6 separate regions of the Mus musculus genome follow, and regions 2, 3, 4, 5 and 6 are each linked to region 1. The links are chromatin contacts, called in public HiChIP or PLAC-seq and promoter capture Hi-C maps. All regions are on one chromosome and are shown on one strand. The core of a region is the stretch at or near the end of the contact, and the rest is flanking DNA. Distances in the headings are between cores, read along the strand shown. Region 1 holds the start of Nktr (natural killer tumor recognition sequence). Region 2 overlaps Trak1 (trafficking protein, kinesin binding 1). Region 3 overlaps Trak1 (trafficking protein, kinesin binding 1). Region 4 has its middle 24 kb from the start of Gm34655. Region 5 overlaps Ulk4 (unc-51-like kinase 4). Region 6 holds the start of Snrk (SNF related kinase).

Evidence for each region. Promoter capture Hi-C pulls out the DNA fragments that hold promoters and counts their contacts. HiChIP or PLAC-seq counts read pairs in DNA pulled down with a chosen protein or histone mark.
Region 2: a contact with region 1 is called in an H3K27ac HiChIP or PLAC-seq map of extraembryonic endoderm stem cells. The contact joins the enhancer-like site here to the promoter of Nktr in region 1. A contact is called at or near these places in 1 of 39 promoter capture datasets (cranial neural crest), 4 of 115 datasets of contacts at active chromatin or transcription factors (bone marrow-derived macrophages, embryonic stem cells, extraembryonic endoderm stem cells and 1 more) and 2 of 9 other capture datasets (adipose tissue and liver).
Region 3: a contact with region 1 is called in a FOXA1 HiChIP or PLAC-seq map of pancreatic cancer cells. The contact joins the enhancer-like site here to the promoter of Nktr in region 1. A contact is called at or near these places in 2 of 39 promoter capture datasets (hippocampal neurons and liver), 3 of 115 datasets of contacts at active chromatin or transcription factors (bone marrow-derived macrophages, microglia and pancreatic cancer cells) and 1 of 9 other capture datasets (adipose tissue).
Region 4: a contact with region 1 is called in a promoter capture Hi-C map of pre-B cells, with 3 times the contacts expected there. The contact joins the enhancer-like site here to the promoter of Nktr in region 1. A contact is called at or near these places in 4 of 39 promoter capture datasets (the C10 cell line, erythroid cells, neural stem cells and 1 more), 1 of 484 Hi-C or Micro-C datasets (CD8 T cells), 6 of 115 datasets of contacts at active chromatin or transcription factors (bone marrow-derived macrophages, embryonic stem cells, extraembryonic endoderm stem cells and 3 more) and 3 of 9 other capture datasets (adipose tissue, liver and pancreatic islet).
Region 5: a contact with region 1 is called in an H3K27ac HiChIP or PLAC-seq map of microglia, with 6 times the contacts expected there. The contact joins the enhancer-like site here to the promoter of Nktr in region 1. A contact is called at or near these places in 6 of 39 promoter capture datasets (the 3T3-L1 cell line, the C10 cell line, cranial neural crest and 3 more), 3 of 115 datasets of contacts at active chromatin or transcription factors (embryonic stem cells, large pre-B cells and microglia) and 2 of 9 other capture datasets (adipose tissue and embryonic stem cells).
Region 6: a contact with region 1 is called in a promoter capture Hi-C map of pre-B cells. The contact joins the promoter of Snrk here to the promoter of Nktr in region 1. A contact is called at or near these places in 2 of 39 promoter capture datasets (the C10 cell line and pre-B cells), 2 of 115 datasets of contacts at active chromatin or transcription factors (extraembryonic endoderm stem cells and pancreatic cancer cells) and 1 of 9 other capture datasets (liver).

Annotation. Positions count from the first base shown.
Region 1 is chr9:121,717,096-121,721,462 of GRCm38.p6, reverse strand. It overlaps Nktr (natural killer tumor recognition sequence), which reads right to left and starts at 2,282. Exons shown (of 17, transcript NM_010918.2): 1 at 2,168-2,282; 2 at 1,918-2,004. The coding sequence starts at 1,975.
Region 2 is chr9:121,434,390-121,438,433 of GRCm38.p6, reverse strand. The region is part of intron 3 of Trak1 (trafficking protein, kinesin binding 1); the gene reads right to left. Among named protein-coding and RNA genes, the nearest start is that of Gm51661, 19 kb to the left of the region's middle. Within about 2 kb of position 2,688, at least 53 of the 459 cell types and tissues checked have an H3K27ac peak or open chromatin away from gene starts, as enhancers often do. A contact at or near this core is called in adipose tissue, extraembryonic endoderm stem cells and liver, where this site is marked.
Region 3 is chr9:121,393,343-121,397,835 of GRCm38.p6, reverse strand. All of the region lies in intron 2 of Trak1 (trafficking protein, kinesin binding 1), which reads right to left. Among named protein-coding and RNA genes, the nearest start is that of Trak1, 29 kb to the right of the region's middle. Within about 2 kb of position 1,770, at least 54 of the 459 cell types and tissues checked have an H3K27ac peak or open chromatin away from gene starts, as enhancers often do. A contact at or near this core is called in bone marrow-derived macrophages, microglia and pancreatic cancer cells, where this site is marked.
Region 4 is chr9:121,299,637-121,303,501 of GRCm38.p6, reverse strand. It overlaps a transcript of Trak1 not described here. Among named protein-coding and RNA genes, the nearest start is that of Gm34655, 24 kb to the right of the region's middle. Within about 2 kb of position 2,346, at least 64 of the 459 cell types and tissues checked have an H3K27ac peak or open chromatin away from gene starts, as enhancers often do. A contact at or near this core is called in adipose tissue, bone marrow-derived macrophages, embryonic stem cells and 2 more, where this site is marked.
Region 5 is chr9:121,247,180-121,251,236 of GRCm38.p6, reverse strand. It overlaps Ulk4 (unc-51-like kinase 4), which reads left to right. Exons shown (of 37, transcript NM_177589.3): 15 at 194-375; 16 at 2,266-2,312. Among named protein-coding and RNA genes, the nearest start is that of Gm34735, 21 kb to the left of the region's middle. Within about 2 kb of position 1,291, at least 16 of the 459 cell types and tissues checked have an H3K27ac peak or open chromatin away from gene starts, as enhancers often do. A contact at or near this core is called in microglia, where this site is marked.
Region 6 is chr9:122,115,843-122,120,011 of GRCm38.p6, reverse strand. It overlaps Snrk (SNF related kinase), which reads right to left and starts at 2,746. Exons shown (of 8, transcript NM_001357775.1): 1 at 2,605-2,746.

The DNA.
Region 1 (4,367 bases), core at 1,033-3,532:
AAACAACATATTTTCCATCAGGGGTGAAAGATCAGCTATCACTACATACTAGGAAAACAATCCTAGCACATAAACCTGACAAGTTAGATAAATAAATACATCAGCTTCTTAAAAGCCACAAACCACCAATAATAAATCAATTAAATAACATACATGTGAATGAATAATCCTGTATTAATCAAAGAAATTAGAGCCTATGTTAAGAACCTTAATAACCACCAAATATTACAGGATAACAACAGAATGACTTCCAATAGGAACAATTTACTGGATTCATACAGGAAACCTGTTATACAATGTAAAGGTTGTCCCCCTTTTAAATCTGCATTTGCAGTCATCCAACAGTTTTATAATTCAAAAGAAAATCTGTTTTGTATTTGTACTCATGGTAACTGAAAGTACATACTTAATCCTTAACAGTACATCTTGATTTCTGCATCACCTCTGCTTATCAAAGTAAATCTAAATCAGATACTTTTATTTGTGACGCTGGAAATTGAACTTGGAGCCAACAATACAACAGGCAAGCACTCTTCCCAGACAAGCACTCTCCCACTGCTTCTGGCTGATTCTTAAAAATAAGTGGGGCAATAGTGGTGGACACCTTTTATCCCAGCACTCGGTTCTCTTTGAGTTCTACGACAGCCTGGTCTACACAGAAAAACCCTGTCTTGAAATACAAAAACAAAACAAAATTTAAAAGGTTAAAAATAGAAGACGCCTGAAAAAAAAAAGACATTAAACGAAGATGTATAGCCATGTTAAGTACATTCTTTTCAAGACTGACATCCATCTGTGGTGTTGGGGATCAAAGTCAGGTCCTTGGTTATTCGAGGAAAATACTTCCCAGTTATATTCCTATTACTTTCTGAGTATGTTAATACATTAGTTTTGCAAAAAAAAAAAAAAAATCCGTGAAAAATCTCCAGAGTAAGTTTGGTAAATGCTAAATAAACTGCAGCTACAGTCAGGGTCGAAATGTTAGATGAGAAAAACAGAACGTTTAAGATCGCTCCAATCCTTTGTTCAGAACCGTCACCGTCTTCCTTTTATCCTAGAGCCTGAGTTTTCCTTATTCTGTTCCCTCTACTCCAGCCAGACCGGGACCTTCGCTTTCCCTCAAGAAACACAAGCGCTGTCTCAGAACCCAAGCTAACCGTTGGCTGCCACTACCAAGCACAGTTCTCAAAGGCGTCCCTCCACAGGTTCGGCTTCGCACCTACTCAAATGTCATCTTCTCAAGATGGCCTTTCTCGCTCACCGCCTGACTAAAACAGCACTACTGGAGGGAATGCGGTTTTTACCCCTTCACTTCCTGCCTCTTTCCCCCAGGACGTCAACATAAAAGAAGCAGCAGCCCTGCTTTAGTCACTGCTGCCCTTCCAGAGCCCAGGACAAGCAGCTCTCCTGCGAGTCCACTGCGACCTAAGACGTGGCGCACACCACACACCTCCAGTTAAGATCCCTGTCGGTTGAGAACCGCGCATCCGTACACATGTTCCTGCTCGATACACACGCGACCTTTACATGTGTGCGCACCGATGTGTGCAGCAGCCACCTCTCTGCACACAGAGACGTCGACGCCTCGGGATTAATGAATGGCTGCACACTGGACTTCCAAAAAAAAAAAAAAAAAAACCAAACATCGCGGCCGCAGCCTAGGAGCAATCCCGGGGCTACAGAACCCGCACAAGCCCTTCAGTCTCTCCTCTCCAGCCACGTCTCCCGGAGCCAGTACATTCTCGGGAAGGCTCCCGAGGGACAGCGGAGGGCAGCTGGCCGGCTCGTGACCGCGGCGGCTCCGCAGCTCTGGCCGGCCGAGCCCGCCCCGCCCCGCCCCCGCCCGGCTCCGGCTCCGGCTCCGCCGCGTCCACTTCCACCCCGACCCGGGCCCACAGAGGGGCCCGCCCCGCTCACCCGGTTCCCGGTTGATCTCGATGTCGAAGTGACACTGCGGCCGGTCCTGGGCGCCCATCGCGAGCGCAGCAGCGGGACGGCGGCGAGCTGCGGACAGGGAGGAGGGCGCTGAGGGCAGGCGGGCGGCCGGGCGGGGCGGGGCCCGGCCCGCCTGACAGGGACGCGGCCGACGAGAGGCCGCCCCACCCTGCCCACCCGCCCGCCCGCCCACCCCAGCCGCGGCTACCCGCGCTCCCGTCGAGCTTCTCACCTGGCCGCACAGCTCCGGAGAACGCCCTGCCGGCGCCGCCGGAGCCTAACGTCACCAACGGAACGCCACCTCTTCCCCGTGAGGGCCAGCCGGCGAGCGCCACGCCAGAGCTCGCGAGGCCGGACGCAAGCGTCGCGAGAGTTCGTCTCGCCGCCGAGCGGGGTGTGGGGTCGGAGTAGGCGGTCCGCGCCAGGGCTCTCGTGCCCCGCCCCTCAGGATCCCCTGTCCAATCCCGAGTGCGCAGACGTGTGCGAGCTGTCAACCACGGCTCACTCATGCAGCACCGCGAGATTTCTGATTGCGTGGCCAGTGGATGAACGCAGGGTGAATCCCAGGCTTCCGGCCGACGTGGCGGGTGACCTGTTCTCTCTCGTGGTTGATGCGGTCACGCTGTTTGTCTCGCGTTAAAAGAATCGAGGACCAGATGGAGCCAGATGTGCCTCCCTTGCCCGCCAGGGTGAGACGAGGCTGGCCGCCGGCTCGAGGCCAGCCTGGGTCACTTGAGGCTTTCTCAGAAATACAACGAAAGGAAACAAAAATCAAGGCAACAACAAAACCCCGAAGCAAAACACAAACCGTAGCGTTTACACCTGCGCACCAGCGCTTGGTGGGTAAAGGCAGGAGATTCAGAAGTTCAAGGTCAGCCTGAGATACCTGAGACCTGTGAAGAAACCAAACCAGTTGACAGGAGCGATGGTCTAGCAGTTAAGATGGTCTAGAGGCCGCTTTTGCATTGGACCTGGTTCAAAGCCCAGCTCAATAACCGCATGGTGGCTTACAACCATCTCGTTTCAGGGTTTCCATCGCGCTCCCCTGACCTCCGTGGACACCAAGCATGCACATGGTGCCCAGACATACATGCAGGCAAAACAGAAAGTAAAACCTTACAAAAGGAAAGTCTGTGAGCAATAATACACAGCCTTTAATCCCAGCGGCTCGAGAGGCAGAGGTAGGTGGCTCTCAGTCTGAGGTCAGTCAGTTCTACATATTGTCTTCCTGGCCAGTCAGGGCTAGGTAGATCCTGTCTCAAAACAAAAGGTACACAATAAGAATGTGCTGTTGGGGCTGGCGAGATGGCTCAGTGGTTAAGAGCGCCGACTGCTCTTCTGAAGGTCCCGAGTTCAAATCCCAGCAACCACATGGTGGCTCACAACCATCCATAATGAAATCTGATGCCCTCTTCTGGAGTGTCTGAAGACAGCTACAGTGTACTTACATATAATAAATAAATCTTTTTTAAAAAATGTGCTGTTGTAGAAAATTTTAATCACAATCAGTGTTGAGGTTGGGTCTGTTACATAAAGCAAAATTCCATATCCAAAAACCTAAACCTACGAGTGACTTACCGTCTTTCCAAGCTTTTGTACCTTGTTCCTTAATTTAAAACTGTTGGTTAAATAAAATTGGCTACAGCCAATTACTGGAGGGATTCGAGGTAGGTGGATTTTGAGTTACCTGGGTGGGAAGAGTAAGGAGAAAAGAGAGACCAAGTGTAGAAGGAGGAATGGGAGAGAGGAAGCCCCCATGGGGGGAGGCAAAGGATGAGCACACAGCCAGAAAAAACAGTCCATATCTGGGGTACACCCAAGGGAGGTAGCCAGGACAGCAGTTAGAAGAGTACATTAGGAGTTACCCTCCACTCATTTATTTATAAGCCGGGATAAGCTTAAATCGGTTCTACTATGTTGTCTCTGTGTTTGGAGAGATGGCTCAGCTGTTGAGTCCTCACTTACGATGGGTATAGTGGCACGCACCTTTAATCACAGCACCCAGCACTTAGTAGGCAAAGACAGGTTGCTCTTTGTGACTCAAAGGCCAGTCTGTCTACACAGAGAGTTCCAGGAAAGACCACAAAGAGAGACTCTATAGTGAGAATTTTGGTTTCTTAGAAAACCCAGTTATAATTGTGTGAATGTCTTTATTTAACCCCAGGTGTGGGATAAGAGACTACTCCACAGCAGGTGATTATGATTTGCCAAGTGCACTGGCAGGGGCATGCTTTTGCCAGCTGTAGATAGTTTACATTCAGAAGTCTAGGGATGCTTCCAAGGGTATGAACCAGAGTCCTGAGATGAGGTGGGGCGCTCTGGGAATGCTGCTTCTCCTGGAGTTTTGCCAAGTGTTCGTGAGCAAAGAGATGAGAAGAAATTGGAGATATCCTGACCATGAAGATTGGACTTGCCTCAAGTAACTCAACATC
Region 2 (4,044 bases), core at 1,439-3,938, 280 kb after region 1:
GCAAGCATGGCTGGAGTGCTGATCTGTGAGAAACAGTCGTTCTAAAGGCCTCGGGTTATGAGAAACCCCCATCCTCTCCCCCCACAGCCCGGGACTTGCTCCTTCACAAACTCCCCACCTCATTGGTTTGGGACACTCAGCCTTGTGTAATGAACAGTCCGGGGCTTCAGATGGCTGCCTGTTCTGACCATGGGCTCCGTCATGTAGCAGACTGCTATGTAAGAGCACTGATTGCTCTTCTAGAGGGTCCAGGTTCTGGTCCCGGCACCCCCACGGCAGCTCATGACCTTCTGTAATTTCCCAGAGGATTTGATGCCCTCTTCTGGTCTCTGTGGGCACCGGGCACACGGTGCACAGATGTGCACACGGGCAAAACCTTCATACACATAAAAATAAGCCTTTTTAAAAATTAGAGAAAAATCAAAACTGCTCCTCACAGACAGGCTGGGTTATCTGTAATTTTCTAACTCGGATTATTTGTAACTTTCTACTTTGGATTATTTGTAACTTTCTAACTCCGGGTTTTGAGACCAGCACACACCAGTCACCGAGGAGAGAGGGGCTTAGTGCCACCTGCTTGTCGGTGACTTCTGATGTACGCCTAAGTACACTTCACACACCATTAAAATCCACTCCTGACACTGTTTTAGGTGAAAAATGACAGCTCAAAAATGAAAATATCACAATGCCTCCCACAAAGCACGGGCGTTATTCTGTGCTCAGGCTTTGGCTGTGTGTCTACAGAAGTGAGCCATAGACACCCACTACATAGTCGGACCTTACATGCTTTCCCACCATCCCTTATCACACAAAAGCTCAGCACGCATGGAAAGGGAGCTTCACGTAGCCACGGGATACGCTGGCAGCCACGGGACACACTGGCAGTCCCAGCAATCAGAGATGTTCAACCCTGACTTTATCCTCAAGGGCCATGGGGAGACACCTGTGGCCCTTTGTCATCCTCAGACTCTGGCCGTGTCTCACTTGAGGGGAGGGACAGGAAGAATGGTGTGGCAAGGCTGCCTGGGATGTGAGTACCCAGAGGCAAACTCAAGATTAGCATTAAGTCAAAATGGTTCCAGTCCTCTCACCTGTGGCTAAAAATGCTCTAGCAGCAATGTTCACTTCTCTGCAGAAGCCTGGCCTCCCTCAGCCTCCCTCAGCCTCCCTCGGCCTCCCTCAGGCCTGTTAAATCCCCTGCCAGGACAAGCACCCAGTCAGGCGGGGTGCTCGGCAGAAGCTTAACATTCTCTGCTCACTTCCTGACCACGTTCCTTGATGGTTTCACCCCATCAAAGGTGCTAATTTCCAACAAGCACAGATGTGAGTTCTCAATGCAAGGAGCACCTCGGGCACTGAGGCAAGGAGCACTACAGAGCAAGGAGCACTACAAGGCCAGGAGCACCAGGAGCACTACAGTCAGTGAGGCAAAGAGCACCTCAGACAGTAAGGCAAGGAGCACCTCAGGCACTGAGGCCAGGAGCACTATAAGGCAAGGAGCACTACAAGGCAGGGAGCACTACCAGGTAAAAAGCACTACAGTCAGTGAGGCAAAGAGCACCTCAGGCAGTGCTGCAAGGAACACCATAGTCAGAGAGGCAAGGAGCACTACAGCCAGTGAGGCAAGGTGCACTACAAAGCAAGCTGCAGCTGGAGGACATGAAGGGCAAGGCTTCCCAAGGGGCAGGGAGGGCTGGCACCTCAGAGGGACAAGGACAGAGAACAGAACAGGAACAAACACACAAGGTCAGAAAGCCCTTTGCCCCTGACCACACCTCACAGCTACAGGGCCTCTGGCCTCTTGCTCTCTGCCCACCCAGCTGGGAGCAGCTATCACAAGCCTACGCTGGAAATCTAATCTTTATAGTAATTACCCAGGGCATGTCTGCAGGATGAAAAGCAGGAAGGGATGAAAAACTGCTTATGAGAAACAGGAAAACCCGAATCCTGTACTGCCTCCAGTCTATCTTGTCTAGCTTGTTTCTGGCTTTTGGGTGTCTGATAGTGTTGTCTGAGAGAGGGTCTAGGAGTTCAGCCAAGGCTCAGCTTGAATCCTTGGTCCTCCTGCCTTAGTCCCTGTACTGCCACACCTGGCTCTGTCCAGGTTTATCAAGGCAACAAGATTCTTAGTTTCTTTTGAGAATCACAGATATAGGGCAAGATGTATGTGTGGGTGTGCCTACGTGTCTCTCTCTGTGTCTGTCTGTATGCCTGCATGTATGAGTATGTGTGTCTATATGTTGCCTGCATGTTTGAGTGTGTCTGCATGTATGTGTGTACATGCCTGCACACATGTGTGCATGTGTGAGTGTATATATGTGCACATGTCTGCCATGTGTGAGTGTGTATCTGTCTCTGTGTGTGAGTGGGGGGACGGGGGACGGGGAGGAGTCACCTCCCATTTCTTGTTGCCAGTCAACATAAATTGAACATTTAGTTCTAAAATCAAGAAAACAGTCAGGAAATTAGTTTGGCTTTAACCTTATTGGTCACCACAGACTATAAATAACTAACTCAGGCCCTGGAACAAGCCAGTCAAAACCATTTCTTTACTCTCTGAGAAATGAATCAAGGTGGCTTGAAAGCCTACAACCTGATGTTGGCCCTTGTCACCAACACACACTGGGCTGGCTGGCACTCTCCGTGGAGATGCTTAGCCTACACCCACGCTCAGCAGTGACTCATCCCATTCACCAATTTTAGGATAAAAAGTGTAACTATGGGCCAGCAGAAGGCATGCTCTAACTGGGGCAGAAGCAGTGAACTCTTAGGTACATTTCAATACAGTCAAGGCAGGCAAGCCTAAAGATCACACACACACACACACACACACACACACACACACACACACACACGGCTTGCAGCTGTGCTTGAGTGACCTGAGAAAATCCTGCAGCACACAGTATGCAGTTGGTATGTACACCAGCATTCCTGAACAGAGGCACAGAACCCAAGCAAGAATGGTGTAAGGTGGCTGTAGCAGTCAGACTATGAGCTATCCAGTTCCAGAGAAAGGCAGGGACTTCCCTGTGATATCTTATCAGGATCAAGGACAAAGGGGACAGCAGCTATTTATAAAACAGGGAGGTGCAGGCATGATTGCCTATCAAAAATAAAACAAGAAAGCAGTAACTAAGAAGGGGGAAGGGGAGAAACTGCTCTAAGGAGATGTGATTTTCCTTTTTAAAGCTAGGATTTCATATGGCCATGTTTAGTCAGAAAATTAACCAAGGAAAAGAGAATTCTTTAAAACAAAAATTTTGAGACAAATCTCATGAAGTTCAAGCAACCCTCAAACTCCCTAGCTAGCTGGGGATGACCTTCAACTCTTTGCCCTCCTCCTTTGTCCTTCCAGGGGCTGAGACTGCAGGCAAGCACTACCAGCCTGGCCAAAGCGGGGAGTTCTTCATACAGGGACTCTGTATAAAGGGATGGAGACCTTGGGAGGGGTCTGGAAGGGACTTTGGATGTTAAAGCAGAGAGCAAGGTGGTAGGTACCCCATGGAATAACACCCACAATGAGGCCTCATCTATCACAGCCAAGGACTACAGGCTGTGGATGCCCAGAGCCACAAGGGCACAGGGCCTGTAAGTGATTGTCTTGACAACCAAGAAGCCATATTGCCAGAGACTCAAGTGTTGTCAAATGCAATGGGCAAAGCTCTGAGTCCCATCAGGGAGTGGTTACGAGGCAGAGCCAAAGTCACTGGGATCCTGGTGTCTGTCCTTCAGACTTAGGTCCCTCCACGGTGACAATATCTACCATCAGGAGCAGCTGTAGAATTAATGTAAGACAGATGGACAACTGTTGAGGTTTGGTCTGTTGCTATGAATTGTAATGCCAAATCCTGCATCCTAAGGTCGAGTTGCCTTAAGACAGAGTGAATGCTCACATATGCCAGCTTTGGTTGTGCAAGCCCTGCTCCTTAATTTAAAACTATTCGTTGAATAGAGATGCCTCCAGCCTGTAGCTGTGCAGAAGACAGGTAAATAGGCTTCGGCTCTGAGGCAAAGACCACAGAGAGAGGACGGAGTCAGAAGTAG
Region 3 (4,493 bases), core at 521-3,020, 320 kb after region 1:
ACATATGCTACGCTGCTGGGTCTGATACCCAGAAGCATGAGGCTCTGGTGGTGGGGGAAGAGGAAGAGGAAGAGGAAGAGGAAGAGGACAAGAAAGAGGAAGAAAGCCTAGATTTTATCAAGCAATGTGCTAAATAAACAAACAAACAAACAAACAAACAAAGCACCTTCAGATTTTTAAAAAGGTAAGAGCCTGTCTGGAGACAAGAAAAAGTCTACGTATGAAATGCATGCTTAAGCCGGGCATGGCGGCACAGGCCTGGAGTCCCAGCCCAGCGTGGAGGTGGGAAGACCATAGTTAAAGGCCAGCCTACACTACGGTGAGTTCAAGGAGCAGACAGGTTCTGAACAGGCAGAGCCAGTGTGGGAGGAGAGATAGATGGTGGATGAGGAGGAGCATGCAGAGAAAGAAGAGGGGAGAGGACGAGGAGGCAAAGGGGGAGGAAGAAGAAGGGAAAGGAGGAGGAGACGGGGGGGGGGGGGGGAGAAGAGGAGGAGACAAAGGGGGAGGAAGAAGAGGTGGGAAGACAAGAAAAGGAGAGAGGGACCAATGCTGCAGACAGTTTAACTGCACAATTGACTAAGCTCTCAACGGGAATACCTTGAATAAGGCTCCTCATACTTAACCAGCATCCTGGTACCCTCCCCAGTAAGAGCTCTCTCGATACCGAGGCTCCTCAGTATGTGAGATCAGCTGTGTGTGTGTGTGGGGGGGGGGGGGGTGCAGGGCTGGAATGGAAGGGCACAGCAGACCGTGTGTTCCCACAACCAGCCAACACAGGGCCAGAGGCTGCCTGTACCTCTGTCAGGAGAGTTGAAGCTGACAGGACCTGATCCAAGGTACTCCCTACTGAAAGAGCATGGCAGTCCGGTCAAGGTGTCGGGGTGGGAACCCTCACAGAGGAAAGAATGATGTCCCAGAGGAGAGGTCACTGTCCTTACTACCCTCAGCACGAGCCTGCACATGCCACAGTCCTGGGTTAGGATGGGAAGAAGATCTAAACAATAGAGATGTGTCCACCTTCTTAGTAAATCTCAGGCAAGAACTCTGGTGCTGAAAGGAACGCCATGCCTGCCTGATCCTGCACATACTGGCTGGCTGGATTACTGCACACCGAAAGCAAAGGCTGGGGTGACATTCCAAAACCTGTTTGCTTCAGGGCCTGCTCTTTCCCAGATGACCTCTGAGGTGTGGTGGTCAGCAGATCTGGGTGTGACACAAAGAATTACTTCTTGGATCAATTGGTGTCAACCATAAAAGGCCGGGGAAGAAGGACCAACAGGAGCATGGTCACCCAAGAACAAACATGGTGACCTTGCTGCTTGGTGTGCGCTGAGTGTCACATGACTGGTCTACTGCACACAGGTCACCGTCAGACCACATGAGGCAGCTGGATGTCACAGAGCAGGAAGCGGTTTCAGGTAGTGCAGCACATACTCTGTGAGCCATGGAAATGAATTCTCTGAATGAATGAAGTGACTCTGGAAAGGTTGATGTAGAAGGAGGTCTGACTCAAAAAAAGCAGATGGGGAAGTGTTCCCTCTCATCAGCCAGGCAACTGAGGGCCAGGTTCAGGGGCAGAGCCTGGCTGTCCACCCAGGAGGGGGACTGGGGGGGAGTGTCAGTGGGGTCTTACCCCCAAACACGGTGGCCAGGATGTACCTACCCTGGTTTTACCCCTTCTGGTTTCTCACCTTAGGGAGCCCTGTATCCCCAACTCCACCAGCCACAGTGGGCACCGCCCTACACAATGCCCACAGTGGACCTAGAAGGGAAGCAGTGGACAATGTCTTCTCAGCCACCCACAGTGGCCTGGCACTGGTGATTCACTCTACTGAGTCATGTGTCTCCCGGGTTACAGATATGTAAACACATAGACAAAACCCAACCAGGGCAGGGATGAAGCACAGTGGAAACCTGCCTGCTGTGCAGACATGAAGATCTGGAGATCTATCCCTGGCATACACTAAAGAAGCCAGGTATGCTGGTGTGCCCCTCCGATCCCAACTCCGGTTCCTGGGGGCTCCTGACCAGCCAGTCAAGCTGAGTCATTGATCTCCAAGTCCACTGAGAGAGCCTGTCTTAAAATGTAAGGTGAGCCAGCATGGTGGAGAACACCTTTAATGCTAGCACTTTAGAGGCCAGTGAAGCTCTGCTTTCGAGGCCAGTCAGGGATAGATAGTGAGACCCTAGCTCAGAAACAACAACAAAACACCAACAAACATACATTGGTGATGTATAGAAGACAATGCCATCCTCTGGTCTCTACATATATATATATATATATATATATATATATATATATATACATATACATATATGAACACAGATATATAACACACACACAAGATACATAAATAAGTAGTAGGGCCAGGCACAGTGGTGCACACCTTCAATCCCCAGACTCAGAAGGCAGAGGCAGATGGATCTCTTTGAGTTCTAGGCCAGCCAGTGTTACATAGTGAAACCCTGTCTTGAGACATAAACAAATAAACAAGCAAACAAAAAATCCAGGACACCAGGCACAGAGCAGGCCCCTAGGTTGCTCTCTACACATCACCTGCACTTCTATCCCTCAAACAGCAATGCTGTGTTTTGCAGTTCAGAAAGCCCAAGGAAAACCAAATCTGCTGATGTAAGAGCTGCTTAACGAAGATCTTTCCAAAAAAAAAAGGTTCACAGTGCTGTAGCAACGCCCAGCATCTGCTCCCAGTGATGGGCAGAGGCAGGTTTTACAGTGTGTAGCCACTGCTGTGGGTGTGCAGCACCCAGGCATCTCTGCTCTCCACTGGTAACAAAGTTGCATGCCCTGCAGCTGACATCCAGCCTAGTCTTCCAGTCTGATCACAGAAGACAATGTTACATCTCTGTTGGAAGTTAAGGGAAATAACTAAATTCATAAAACTCTTAAATTCTCTTTACTGACCATTTGGGTGGGGTGTGTCACAGAACTTCACTTTAAATCTTTAATTTCAATTAGCAGATAGTTAAGTTCTTTTTCTTTTTAAAAGATTCTATGTATTTGTATGTATGAGGTGGATGCACATGTGAGTGCAGTGCTCCCAGAGTCCAGAAGAGGACATCACTCCTGTGGAGCACCTGTGAGCCTCCTGATGTGGCTGCTGAGGCCTGAACTCAGGTCCTCTGCAAGAGAAGTCAGTGTTGTAACTGCTGAGCCATCTCTCCAGCTCCAATTAACAGACATTAATAAAGAGCCACCCAGCTCTAAGCACAGAATCCACAGAAGGAAATAATACACAAGAAGACTTGGATGCACCCAACCTTAAGCTCATTCCAGCTCCTCCACTTGTAATTTACTCTGTGGTACCCACCTGTGATTCTAACAGGGCTTCCTTTGCATTTTCCTACATGTATAACTGAAAACAAATGATGAATCTCTGTTTGAGTCTCCTGTTAAAGAGACCTTAGGAACTGGGCACTGGTGGGCCTTGCCTATCTGTAGATGTTTTATAGGGATTCAACGAGTCACTTCTGTGGCCATCCTATAAAATGGTCTGATGCTGTGGTGACCACCACACCAATTACACTACGCATGTGCAGGTCCATGGCCAATCGATGCTTGTGAGAAGGAACCAGGAGCCTCCCACGGCAGAGACAACAGCGAGGCTCCAATAGAAGAACAAGTTGCATGACAGACTTTCTTACAACTGATTGTTTCAAAGTATACTGTGGACTTACATCCACAAGAGAAAAATACGAAACCTACGTGGTAAGTGACTTGGCTTTCCATGCACAATCCCACACTCACTCCTCGCTGGTACAGACACCCTGGCTAAACAAAACTGACTCACCAAGGAGTTCTGATCCACTATGAGGCACGCCAGATACTCTAGGCCTGGATTATTCTATTTTCGTTCTTATTGACACAGGCTATCAGGGAAGCCTATGGAAGATACACTCAACAGGTCAAACAGAATTCCTTCTTACTCATATCTAATACAGAGAACCTGAGAATTGCCCCGCACACACCCTAAAGCACCAGCTTATAGCTGCAATTTGTTTTATTATAAATGATCTCAGAAATTGGAAAGACTGGTTTATGCTAGTGAACTGGTTTCTAACTGCAGAAAGTTCAAGAATGTACCACAAGCTGGTTCTCAGTGACCCTAACCCTAACCCTAACCACTAACCCTAACCCTAACCACTAACCACTAACCACTAACCCTAACCACTAACCCTAACCACTAACCCTAACCACTAACCCTAACCACTAACCCTAACCACTAACCCTAACCCTAACCACTAACCACTAACCCTAACCACTAACCACTAACCCTAACCACTAACCCCTAACCCTAACCTTCTTCTGTTACTGTCAGAGAAGCAGGAATATCTTTAAAAGGGATACTGTAATGACATGAATATGCAAATGAGAAATACATGGATATGTATTGACAGAGAGTAAATTAATTTTGTCTTAAGGTTTTTTAAAAGTATGGATATATGTGTACATCTGGTCTTAGGCACGTGCG
Region 4 (3,865 bases), core at 1,097-3,596, 420 kb after region 1:
ACACAGAAAACAGTGGAGGCTAAGTTCCCCCCATTAAGTACTACCCTCTTAAGCTGCTCCTCCTCAGGACACAACCGCCTCCTGCCACCGTGAAGCAGAGCTCTTAGCTTCTTGGCACAGATGAGGTCTCTCAGCTTGGACTTATCCCTGGGAAGACGGCTGACACTCCTGCAGCTTAGAAGACTCTGTCCCTACTCCCAGAGAAGTCTCCTGAGATCTTCAGACAAGCAAGTCTGGGACAGCTCCCACACCCCCACATAAACACCTCAGCCAAGTGAGGCCAAACTACATCTAGCATTAGAGAGACTTCTTCTCTTTGGCCACATCCCAAACCGGAAATAATTTCTTCAGGATAGAGGTGAGCCTGTATGAGGCCAACGGGCTGTACTGTTTTCTAAAAGCCGGTGCTGGAGAGATGGCTCAGCAGTTAAGAACAAATGTTGCTCTTACAGAAGACTAGGTCTAGCCAGGCAATGGTTGCACATGCCTTTAATCCCAGCACTTGGGAGGCAGAGGCAGGCGGATTTCTGAGTTTGAGGCCAGCCTGGTCTACAGAGTGAGTTCCAAGATAGTCAGGGCTACACAGAGAAACCCTGTCTCGAAAAACTGAAAAAAAAAAGAGGAGGAGGAGGAGGAGGAGGAGGAGGAGGAGGAGGAGGAGGAGGAGGAGGAGGAGACTAGGTCTCTCAGACCCCAGCATCCACATCAAATGGCCAAGACACTTCAGCTCTGGGGGGACTCTAACGCCCTCTTCTGACCACCTCAGGTACTGCATTCATGAGCAAGTTCACAGAGATAAACATACACACATAGCTTTTAAAACTAAATAAGACCCTGACCTCTCCCAGAATGTTCGATGGAGCAAATTGTCGGGTCCCACCACACATATTCTTGCTTAGAAAGAGCTGCCTAGCCGGGCGTGGTGGCTCACGCCTTTAATCCCAGCACTCGGGAGGCAGAGGCAGGCGGATTTCTGAGTTCAAGGCCAGCCTGGTCTACAGAGTGAGTTCCAGGACAGCCAGGGCTATACAGAGAAACCATGTCTCGAAAAACCAAAAAAAAGAAAAAAGAAAAAAGAAAGAGCTGCCTAAAAGGGCTCCCTTATTCCACCAACCAACCGGGAAAGTCAGAGTCTATAACACAGTGGCTCCTCCTGTGTAGACAGGCTCTTCAAATCCAAAGTCTGACTAATAGTGATATTACAGATATAAATCGCTTTGAAGCAACACAGTGAGTGTGGGATTCCCGTCAGCTCGTCCCCGTAAACCTGCCAGAGGATGGAGGCATATTTCAATCAACATGATCGGGTTATCTAGAACTAAAGTCCAGGAATCAAGGCTGAGAACAGTGACACTGAGGTACCGGGAAGAGTGGGTAAGGTGAGGGCACAAAGTTCAGAAGATACGGTCAAGTCGTACAGTTCTCACATTCGGGGCTATCTCCAACTGACTCTCTCTCTCTTTTTTTTTTTTAATGTTAGTGTATGGATGATGTGCATATGTGTGTTCACGTGGGTACATGCGTGTGCATATGGAGGCCAGATGACGACCTCAAGGGTCATTCCTTAGAAACTGTCTGCCTCGCGTCTTGACACAAGGGTCTCTCACTAGTGTGGAGCTCAACAACTGAGCTGAACTGATTGGCCAGAGAGCCCCAGGGATCCATTTATCTATCCTGCCTCAGTGCCAGAATGACCCAGGTGACCCAAAATGACCCAGATGACCCAGAATGATCATCTGAGGCCACCACGCGTGGATGAAGCACGAGTCGCACTTTACTGATCTCAGCCATCTACTCATCCCTGATTCTTAAGAAAGACGAGAAGGAGAAGGAGAGAGAAGATGAGAGGAAGCAGAGAGACAGAGAGAAGCCAAGACTGAGCAGGGGGAAAGGTTGGTTTACAGTCTCCCGGACACACGCAGCACGGTCTAACTCGGCAATCCAGGTCATTTATATTGTGGTGGCTACTCTGACATCCCTAGTTATTCACAGTGTCCACTTCCGGCTTGGCACAACACTCTCTCTGGTGAACTCTCTTCTGCTCTTGAATGTCCTGATGCGCCAGACATCTAGAGCCCGAGGACGGCCTGGAAATGAGCCGCCTCTGGGCCTCTCAGGCTGGGAGTGTGCATGCATCACTCTCCAGGGTCAACGTAGGAAGGAAGACTGACACACAGGAGGCTAAGAATCCCATCCCTGACGGGGAGGTGAGTGGGGAAGGGCAAGCATGGTGGGAGATGGGGACCCCGAGAGGCCACGTTTTCAACCGTAAGCACAAAACAGGGAAGGAACCGGATGAAGTGGGACACAGAGCCCACCCCTAGTGACACATTTCCTCCTGCAAGGCCTCACTGAGTAAACTTCCCCAAACAGCACCACCACCTGGGAACCAGTGTGCAAATGCCTGAGCCTCCAGGGCACAGCTTTCAGGTGTTGGGGAAGGCAGGATGCATTTTCTGTAAGCCCTTCTCAATTCAGATGTTAAAGTACCTTTACTTCAAAGCAAGAAGAGTCCTGGCTGGGTGCAGTGGCTCTGGCCTGTGGTCCCTGCAGCGGGGAGGCTGAGGCTGGAGCACCTTGAGTCCAGGAGTGACAACTAGCTTAGAGCAACATAATGACATTCTCAAATAGCAAGCAGGACAAATCCACACAGTGTGCTGGCATATGCCTGTATCCCAGCCCTTGGGAGGTGGAGGCAGAGGGATTAGGAGTTCAAGATTAACCTTGGCTCCATAGCAAGTCTGCTGTCAGCCTGGACTGCACAAGACCCTCCCTACCCCTCAGACCCACCAAAAAAAAAAAAAAAAAAAAAAAAAAAAAAAAAAAAAACCCTGAATTCTATTTTCTGGTCTTCATCACAGTAATCATTAACTCAGAAAAGCATCAGAGGCCACGGCTAAGCTCCCAGACCCTCTGCCAACTTCTTGAGCCTTGAAGGCCACAGGAATGAATTAGAAGCATCAAGATAAGCCACTTTGCAGTGTGACACTGTTTATAGCCAGCAGCCACCTGAGAAGCCACTGCCCCCAGCAGTCAGAAAGCTGCACCTTGTAAAGTTCTTAGAACGATGAGGCCTTTGGAACAGGTGGCCTGGGAGCTTTCCGGCTGGCCCAAAGCCTGGACAAGGATTCTGAGATGCCCACACACCATCTCACCTGGTCTCTGGTGCACTAGCCGCAGCGCTCTAAGTAAGCAAGCTTCCCCATCAGCGGTGCCACACAGCCATTCAGAGAAAGCAAAGTCCGGCCTAGACCTTCAGATAAACGTGCTGGCGCTCACGTACACCACATGCTTAGACGGACCTTTTCAAGACTGAAAGCGACCCCCACTTGGATACCCACCCCCCAAGAGGGCAAGCTGGATCGAGGATCATTGTTCAGAAAGAAAGAAGACAGAGGCGGAGCCAGGACACTCATTCATCCCACCCGGCAGACTTAACCCCAGACGGCAAAGTGAAGTTGACGATCCCTGCGGCCCTTCCCGTGGAGACGGGTCTTCTAATATCTCTGAAAAAGAGCATCCTTTGTCCCTCCGTTTTCAAACACATGGGGCATAGGCTCAGCCTGGAGACGCCGGCCACTGCAATGTCCTCGAGTTTGTCAAGCTTGTAGGGCAGAGACCAAAAGTGCTTCAAAGGCCTGTGTGTGGAGGGCTCCATCTGGGGAGCCCTCAAGAAGGTGAGAGGGAAGACTCACCACTCTGTGGAGTTGACCTCTGACCTCTAGACATTGTCATACACACGGTAATAAGAGAAAACGAAAAAGGTCTGATTGTGTGTCTACAACCTATAGTGAGTTTAAAAGAGTGCCTCACCATCCAAGCCTCCCTTACGGAACCTGCCCGCTCACCCACTGTCTTATCAGAT
Region 5 (4,057 bases), core at 42-2,541, 470 kb after region 1:
TATGTCTCCCTGGGTAGAGGCCAGCCAAGTAGCGCATCGCCTCAGAGCCGAGGTGGGGTGCCTTTTTGTTAACTGTCATGTAGTGTTTCCTCCTCATCCCGGCCCTGAGTTCTCTGTTCCTCTGCTTCTCACTGGATGTCTGCTCAGCCCTCTCCACCTCACACGTGCTCCCTCTGCTTCCTTCCCTCCACAGTGGAGAAGTTGCTGGTCCTCAAGGACCAAGACTGGAATGACTTCCTGCAGCAGGTGTGCTCCCAGATCGACTCCAGCGAGAAGAGCACAGGGGCGCTGCGGGCCAAGCTGAACCTCCTGTGCTACCTGTGTGTGGTGGCCACGCACAAGGAGGTGGCCACCAGGCTGCTTCACTCCCCGCTGGTAGGTACTGCAGGGTAGATGGGCCTCCCAGGGCCCCACCACCTACTCTGTGTGGTTGGCCTCTGTATTTCAAAGACATGTGAACAAGAGCTTGGGGCCGAGTGATGATCAGCTCAGTAGTAGAACAGAACAGGCAATAAAAACAATAGACCAAGGATATGTGTGTGTGTGTGTGTGTGTGTGTGTATGTGTGTGTGTGCATGTTAGTGTGTGTATGTGTGTATATGTGTGTGTATGTGTGTATGTGTGTGTGAATATATGTGTGTGTGTATGTGTGTGTATGTGTGTGTGTGTGTGTGTGTGTGTGTGTGTGTGTGTGGTGGTAGAACAGGGGATCCCAGAGCCTTACCCAGGCCAGGCAAGGGCTCTGCCACTGAGCCACATCCCTGACCCTAGTTTTTATTTTGAGCCACCGTCTCTGAGTTCCCCAGGCCTTGAACATGTTCTGTAGCTTAGTTAGATCTTGATCATATGATCCTCCTGCCTCAGCTTCCCAAGTTGCTGGGATTATAGGTCTGTGCCACCATGTCCAGATGGATACAATCGTAATCTGATTTAATTACAAAGAATAAAGTGATTTATTTTTTTATGAAAAATTTTCTCATGAAGGTTTTGGAATCATCATCAACTTCCTTGAAGCAGTTGTGTGGATGGTGGTTTCGAACTGTGGACATTTTTGTTAAGTGTTGGCCGGGAGCCATTGTACCTGTCTGTAATCAGGAGATGGAGCTCTGTGCTGGAGTAAACTCGGGTGGCTCCTGCTCCAGGCCACCTGGACAAATGCGAGGGTTTCCGATGTGTGAAAGGACAGAAAGCCGTACAGCATTCGCTTCCTGTTCTCCTTGGCGGGCCTCACTGGTGACTGACTGGCCAGGGTCGGCAGAGCTCCTCAGGCCAGCCGCTGGAAGCTGCGACTATGGCACTTCCTCAGGCGGGCCGCTGGAAGCTGCGACTGTGGCACTTTCTGCTGAGCCCCTGAAGTCAGCCTGGAGGAGTTTCAGTTCATTTTGTTCCCTCCCTGTGAAGGTTGCTGTGTGTCTGTGGGGGGTGGGGAGAGTAGTTAGTAGGACAAATCGAGAACATCTTGCTCTTAATTTTTTAAAGATTCATTTTATCTTTTTTTTTTTTTTTTTGGTTTTTCGAGACAGGGTTTCTCTGTGTAGCCCTGGCTGTCCTGGAACTCACTTTGTAGACCAGGCTGGCCTTGAACTCAGAAATCCGCCTGCCTCTGCCTCCCGAGGGCTGGGATTAAAGGCGTGCACCACCATGCCCGGCTGGATTCATTTTATCTTTAAATTGTGTGTGTGTGTGTGCACATGTGCATGTTACATCAGGTGCTCTTGGATGCCAAAAAGAGGGGGTCAGTTCCCCTGGAGCTGAAGTTACAGGTGATTGGTGCTTATAAACCTCTATGTGGGTGCTGGGAATTGAACCTGGATCCTCTGCAGAAGTAGCACCTGCTCTTACCTGCTAAGCTGTCCCCTCCATTGCTCGGTTCTTACCACTTCTTCTTCTTCTTCTATTTATTTTTTTATTTTATGCATATGAGTACAATGTAGTTCTCCTCAGACACATCAGAAGAGGGCATTGGATCCCATTACAGATGGTTGTGAGCCACCATGTGGTTGCTGGGAACTGAACTCAGGACCTTTGGAAGAGCAGTCAGTGCTCTTAACCCCTGAGCCATCTCTCCAGCCCCCAGTTCTTACTTCTTATTTATGTTTATTTTGCTGGCACACTGGCTGAGGTTCCATGTCTGTCAGTGGTCACCTCCCTGGAGGGAGTCTCACTTACCCCAGCTGTGTAAGTTTCCCTGCTAATTCACCGATTGCTTTGGATGTTGTTCTGAATAAAACTTACATTTTGATGTTTTTCTTTTTTAAATTCTAGTTCCAGTTGCTAATCCAGCACCTGCGGATAGCTCCTAACTGGGATATGTAAGTAACCTTCGTATTTTAAAGCACATTCTTTGTGATTTTGTAGTTATTGCCAGATACCTCATCATAAGCACAGTCCTAAGTCATCCGAAGTGAGCCTGCGGTAACCATGAGACACTCGCAGCCACTGCCTGTTGTCCCAATGTGGAAGGCTGTCCCTTCTCTGGGTGTCTATTGTGAGATCGGCCCACCTTTGGGTTTTTCATCTTGTGCCTGCCTCCGACACCTCTGTCTTCCTCCGGTGGCAGGAGTTTCCCCACGGTATTATGGAAACTGATGGGACAATCATGCACGGTGCTCATGTATGGGAGCTGCAGGCTCTAGGCTCCTCTTGCTGGGGCTTGATCACATGATGGAACTGTTTTCTGGGAGGAGTCTATGTGGGATGCAGAAGTGTAGAGTTGGGATCCCAGGTCAGCCCTACCTCACCCGCAGGGAAATCACGTTCACTGAGCCTCAGTGCTCGCATCTGTAGAATGGGGCTGTGTCCTCACCTACTCAGTAGATCCTTGGCAGACTGTGGGGCCAGAAGAGAGGTCTGGTGCACCATGGTGGGGGGGAGGGGGGAGGGGAGGTGGGGGAGGGATTATCTGTGTCATCTTGGAGACTCAGGATGGAATGCTGAGGTTGACAGAGGTGTGACAGCAGTTTCTCCTCATGGTGAAATACGAGGGCATCCGTGGAGTTTTCGAAAGGCTTTGGAAGGAAGTTTTTCTTGTATCTCAGTGCTGTTCTTGCAGCAGACAGAACTGGGCTGCTGTTTGTCAGATGTCATTTCCTGGTCTGCAGCGCCCCCTGCTGACTTGAAAGTGCTTCTATTCCTTTCTATTTTTTTTTTTTGTCTGCAGGATTTTAATGCTCAGTTTTCACAAACACAATTATCTATCTAATTTTATGACTTACAGTAAAATGTGCTAGCCTCTAAAATGTGTATTATTTAACTGTCTTTTATACTCCTTTTCAATCTTTTAAAATTGATCACTGGGAGTTTTTACACAAGTAACACTCTAATGTATTTACTTGAATTGCATGTCCTAAGAACAAATGAAATCCATGATATTTGGATAATGAATGAAAATCTCAACCAAAATACTTTTCACTGGAGAACAAGGGATCTGCACCAAACACGTGAACTTTGTAGACTTCAGTGTAGGACAGTGTAACAAGGGTATTTGCCCGTATTCCCCAGCCAATCAGCTTCGAAGCTAGCTGTTAAATCATTTTAAACTGAGAGTTATCTGTCATGTTGCTGGCTCATGCTACACCATCTTCAGCCAGGTTCTGAGCACTTGCAAGTTTCTGACTCATGGGTGGAAGTTTGGTCAGAAGCGTCTGGAACGCTGGTCCATGCCTGCAGCGGCTGCTGAGACTGTGTGCACACGGCGATTGCGCTTGTCAGGTGGTCTGCACCCTTCTCGTAGTCACCTTGCGGTAGTAACTCTTCACCAAGCTGTGTCTCTTCAGGGAAGAGTTCTGGACAGCGTCAGCATCTTTTAAGTCAGGGAACTGGGAAAGACCGGCTCTCCTTAGCAAGCTTGTTCTTCCTCGTTCTTGAAGCCTGTTCTTAAAGTTGGGGCCACTCTGGCTTTTGTGGTGGAAGTAGATGCATGAAGACAGCAACATGCCTGTGGTCATGGTGCTGTTCTGGTCTGCCCTCTTCACTCGGCTGGGGCGTGTGCCAGGGCACAGAGTGCCAGGCAGTGGTTAGCGCCAAGACTGACCACAGCACTCAGGCCACTTGGGTT
Region 6 (4,169 bases), core at 1,497-3,996, 400 kb before region 1:
TCAGCCTTTCTACCCTAGTAGACCTAAGACTTTTGTCTGCACATAATGGGGAGTACCTGCATCCTGAACAGCAGGACTTTGTTGTATTTTGAGGAAAGGTCTTACTATGTTTGCACTTGCTACGAAACCCAGGCCAGTTTCGAACTCATGATTCTCCTTATCTCAGCCTCCCCAGGGCTGGGAGTGTGAGTGTGTGTGTGTCTGTGAGAGAGAGATCACATGTTTCAGGAGAGTGTGTTTGTGTGTGTGCTTTTATTCCTGAGATGCCACACATACTATGTAGCCCAAGCTGGACTTGAATTTTGATCCTTCCTATCTCTGATGCTCAAGTACTGATATTACTTGGTGCTGAGTTAGTTTTCCTACAAAAATGTGTTTTAGCTAAACATTCTATCTTGTGGCTGGGATGCTGTTAAAGTAAGCCTTCAGTATTTCTCACCTATGTGTTTAAGTCAGAAAATCCGGGCTGTGTAGAAAATTCACATACCTTTTTTCATCCTAGGCAGTATAATGAACTGATGCTCAGAAAGGTGCAATAGGAAATAAATTATGTTTTATTTAATACCAGTGCTTAGAATCATAGCCACTCACTTATATCCCCCAAATAGCCTTTTCTAGTTAGTTTCACTTTCAACAGGAGATAAGCAACCTCACTTTAGTGTAGACATGCCCAGTAAAAACAACACAAATGTCCTTCAATTTTAATTAAAGGACAGTTAAAAGGCTTCCTTTTAGGATTATGTGATTAAGTTACAAGATCACTACATAAAGACCTAATCTGTATGTCTGTCTGCTCTATAGAAGTAAAAATAAAAATCAGTGTAACTTCCCAGTTCTTGGATGTTTTAAACCAGTAGCTCTCAACTGTGAGCTGCGACCTCTTTGCTTTCAAACGACCCTTTCGTGGGGGTCACCTTAGACCATCAGAAAACACAGATATTTACATTGTGATTCATAACAGCACCAAAATTATAGTTATGAAGTAGCAATGAAAATAATTTTATGGTTAGGAGTCACCACAACATGAGGAAATGTACTGGTCCAAGCACTAGGAAGGTTGAGAATCATTGTTTAATCAAATGTGTCATACTGCAATTATTCATTAAAATTTACTCAGAATACTATAAAATTTACTCAGAAGAGCATAAAAGGATAAAAGAAAATTTCTGCATAAAGTAAAATAACTAGCTGTGCAAAAATTTAAAAGTCAAAAAGTGGCACTTAAGAGTTTCTGATCAGAAAGCTTTGAGGACAGGAATATTAAGTCAGTGCTATGCCCTCGATTTTTTTTTAACCCAGCTTCATTATGTGACCTTGGGAATGTCATATAATTTCTTTCATCCCTAGGTCTGTAAAATGGGTCAATTTTACACTGACAGCCAGAAAAATTGCTATGTATTTGATGTTCTCTGAAAGAAACTTGTCTAATTAGTATGTTTAATTAACACACATACAGAATTGTCTTCAAGAACCCAATTCCAAGAGAAATATTTAACCAGACGCTGAAGACAGATTTCTCTGAAGGGAATGGTTTTATAAATCTGGAAAACACTGTAACAAGATTAGAAATTAACAAGTTGATTACATAATCCTTGACAACCTGGGCTTCAGACTGCACCGATACGAACTGTGATAAGTTAGGGATCAATTTGGGACAGTGTCCCAATCCCTACAAAGAATCCAAACTGAGCCTTTTGACCCTGGACAGGAATCTGTTGGAAACTCAGCAGAAAGAGCTGTACACCTGTAGGTCCATCGCTTACTTCACCTTAAACCTGACAAAACACTTCAAGCATCCAGGTGGTTTCACCAAGGCTCCTAAGACTTGGAGAATACGCTCATTTAAACGGAAGGGAAAGTAAGAAACCTGACAGCCCAGAGGCCCTACAGCCTCTGACTTCTACAGTCTTAGGAACCCCGGAGAGAAATTCCCCAATGCATACACGACCCGAACTCACAGCGAAGCTCCTAGGTTGTAGCTGACCCCACTGTTTAAGAACATCACAGCTGGAGGAAGCCTAAGCTTAAAGGGCTGCCACTCTCCTGGCTCCCGAGTCCAAGCAAAAGGCAACAAGGTGTTTGTTTTTATTGCAAATGGTTCGGAAAGAAATCAACAGGCGATGTCTACGGAAAAGAACAGCGTCTCCTAACGCGAAAAAATCCGAGCAGTCCCCGGGGAGCCGCACCGCTGCCCCTTCCGCAGCCGAGCGCCCTTCTCCGTAGACAACCGCGTCCCCGAGCTATCGTGAGGCGGCGGCCGCCCGGCTCTGCAGCGGGACTCGCGGCCCACGGGGAAACTGAGGCCCGTGGATCTCGCGTCGCCCGGGGCCCGCTGCGGGCGCGGCGCGGGGCCGCGTCGACTCCCGCGCTGCCGCAATCCCGCGGCGGCCGCAAGGGCAGGGCCGGGCCGGGCTGCGCGAAGCCCGCAGGCCGGGCGAGCTCGGGGCCGGGGTGGTGCCGCGGGCCGCGTCCTCTGCGCAGGGCACCCCGGGCCGAGCGCGCAACTTACTTTCCGCCTGCGGCGGCGCCAGCCCAGCCCCGCTAAGGCGGCCGCTGAGGAGAAGCGCAGACCCGGCCCACGCTCCCGCGCCGCGCTCGCCCTACCTCAGCCGGCAGGCGGGCATCCGTCCGCAGCGGCCGCGGCGTCGACAACTCCCTCCCGGCCGCCGGAACCCCGCACCCAGGGCTAATCATAATACCGAGCGGGCGGCCGGGGGTGCGGCCGCGCTGCGCAGGCGCGGGCCTTGCGTCATCGTGACGAAAGCGATGGGGTGGGGTCTTGTGTGAGGGCGGGGCCTTGGGTCGGGCGGGGCGGGGTTAACCCGGCGCACCTGCAGGCCAGCTCAGGGTCTACTGGAGGGCGTCCTGGCCCTGGCCTGAGCACATCCTACTCTGGAAAGAATAGAGATTATGCAGAAGGAAGCGCCAGGACGATGGACAGCGGCAGCAGGCATAGCAGCTAGAGCTATAGCTTTCAGGGGATATTGGAAGAGATCTTGGGGCTGAGGGCAAGGAGCACATGCGCTTTATCCATCAATGTTCACCCTATCTCCCATCTAGCTTGAAGCAATGAGAGACAACAAAATTAATATACATATGCACGTGCATATATATATATATATATATATATATATATATATATGTGTGTGTGTGTGTGTGTGTGTGTGTGTGTGTATCATATATACACAAGCATGCATACACATATGCACATATATATATATATACATACACATTTCTTTACTTTTTCTTCTCTCTGGGAATACATTTGAAGAATTCTGTTGCTTTTGTTACCACTAAAGCAGAAAGAAGCAAAGCCCAACACCTGAATGCAGGCTTGCCTCTAGAGTCAAAAGTCACTGGCCAGGCCAGGCAGCCTCTGAGAAACAACGTGGAGAAGTACACAGCAGGCACTAACTTGGCTGTTCATGGTTCTGTTCCAAGATGACTCAGAAAGGGATGTTAGTGGTGGCAGGACAAGAGGGAGGGAACTCCCAGCTCTATCTCCTGGAAGGATAATGAGCCATGGAGACTAGTCCTCTGGGGCTCCTGAAAAGAAGCCAGGTGCCAGGTTTCTCTCCCCTACTTTTCCTTCTGTGTTCCTGCATCCACAGAAGAAGAAAAAACACACACACACAAGCAGAATGAGCTTCTTACATGTCCAAGCCTGACTCAACTGACTGGACAAAAAAATCTAAATGGCTTTTGCCATCTCTGTTGGTCAGAAAATGGCAAGTCTTCTTCCTTCCTCCCTTCATTTATTTATTTGTTTATTTATTTATTTATTTATTTATACTACAACATCCACTTCGCATGCCTGAAGATGGCTGGGAAGCAGAATGACTGGGAAGGTGGTCTCGATCTTCTGCTGAAATGTGTGCTTAGACCTTCAATTATCCTAATGCTTTAGCCCTGGGTGGCAAAGTGCACATAGGAAAACCCCAGCATTGGCCTCTGCTCACGCAGGCCCCACCTGACTTAGGATCATGAAAGGACAGTGTCATTTGACGTGGAAATGTTTTCTTTTTCTTTCTTCATGTCTCTCTTTCTTATTTTTTTACATGTGTGTGTGTGTGTGTGTGTGTGTGTGTGTGTGTATGTTCAACATCCATGTAGAAGTCAACCTGTAGAAGAGAAAGCTCTGTCTCTTTGTCTGACACCACATGGGTCCT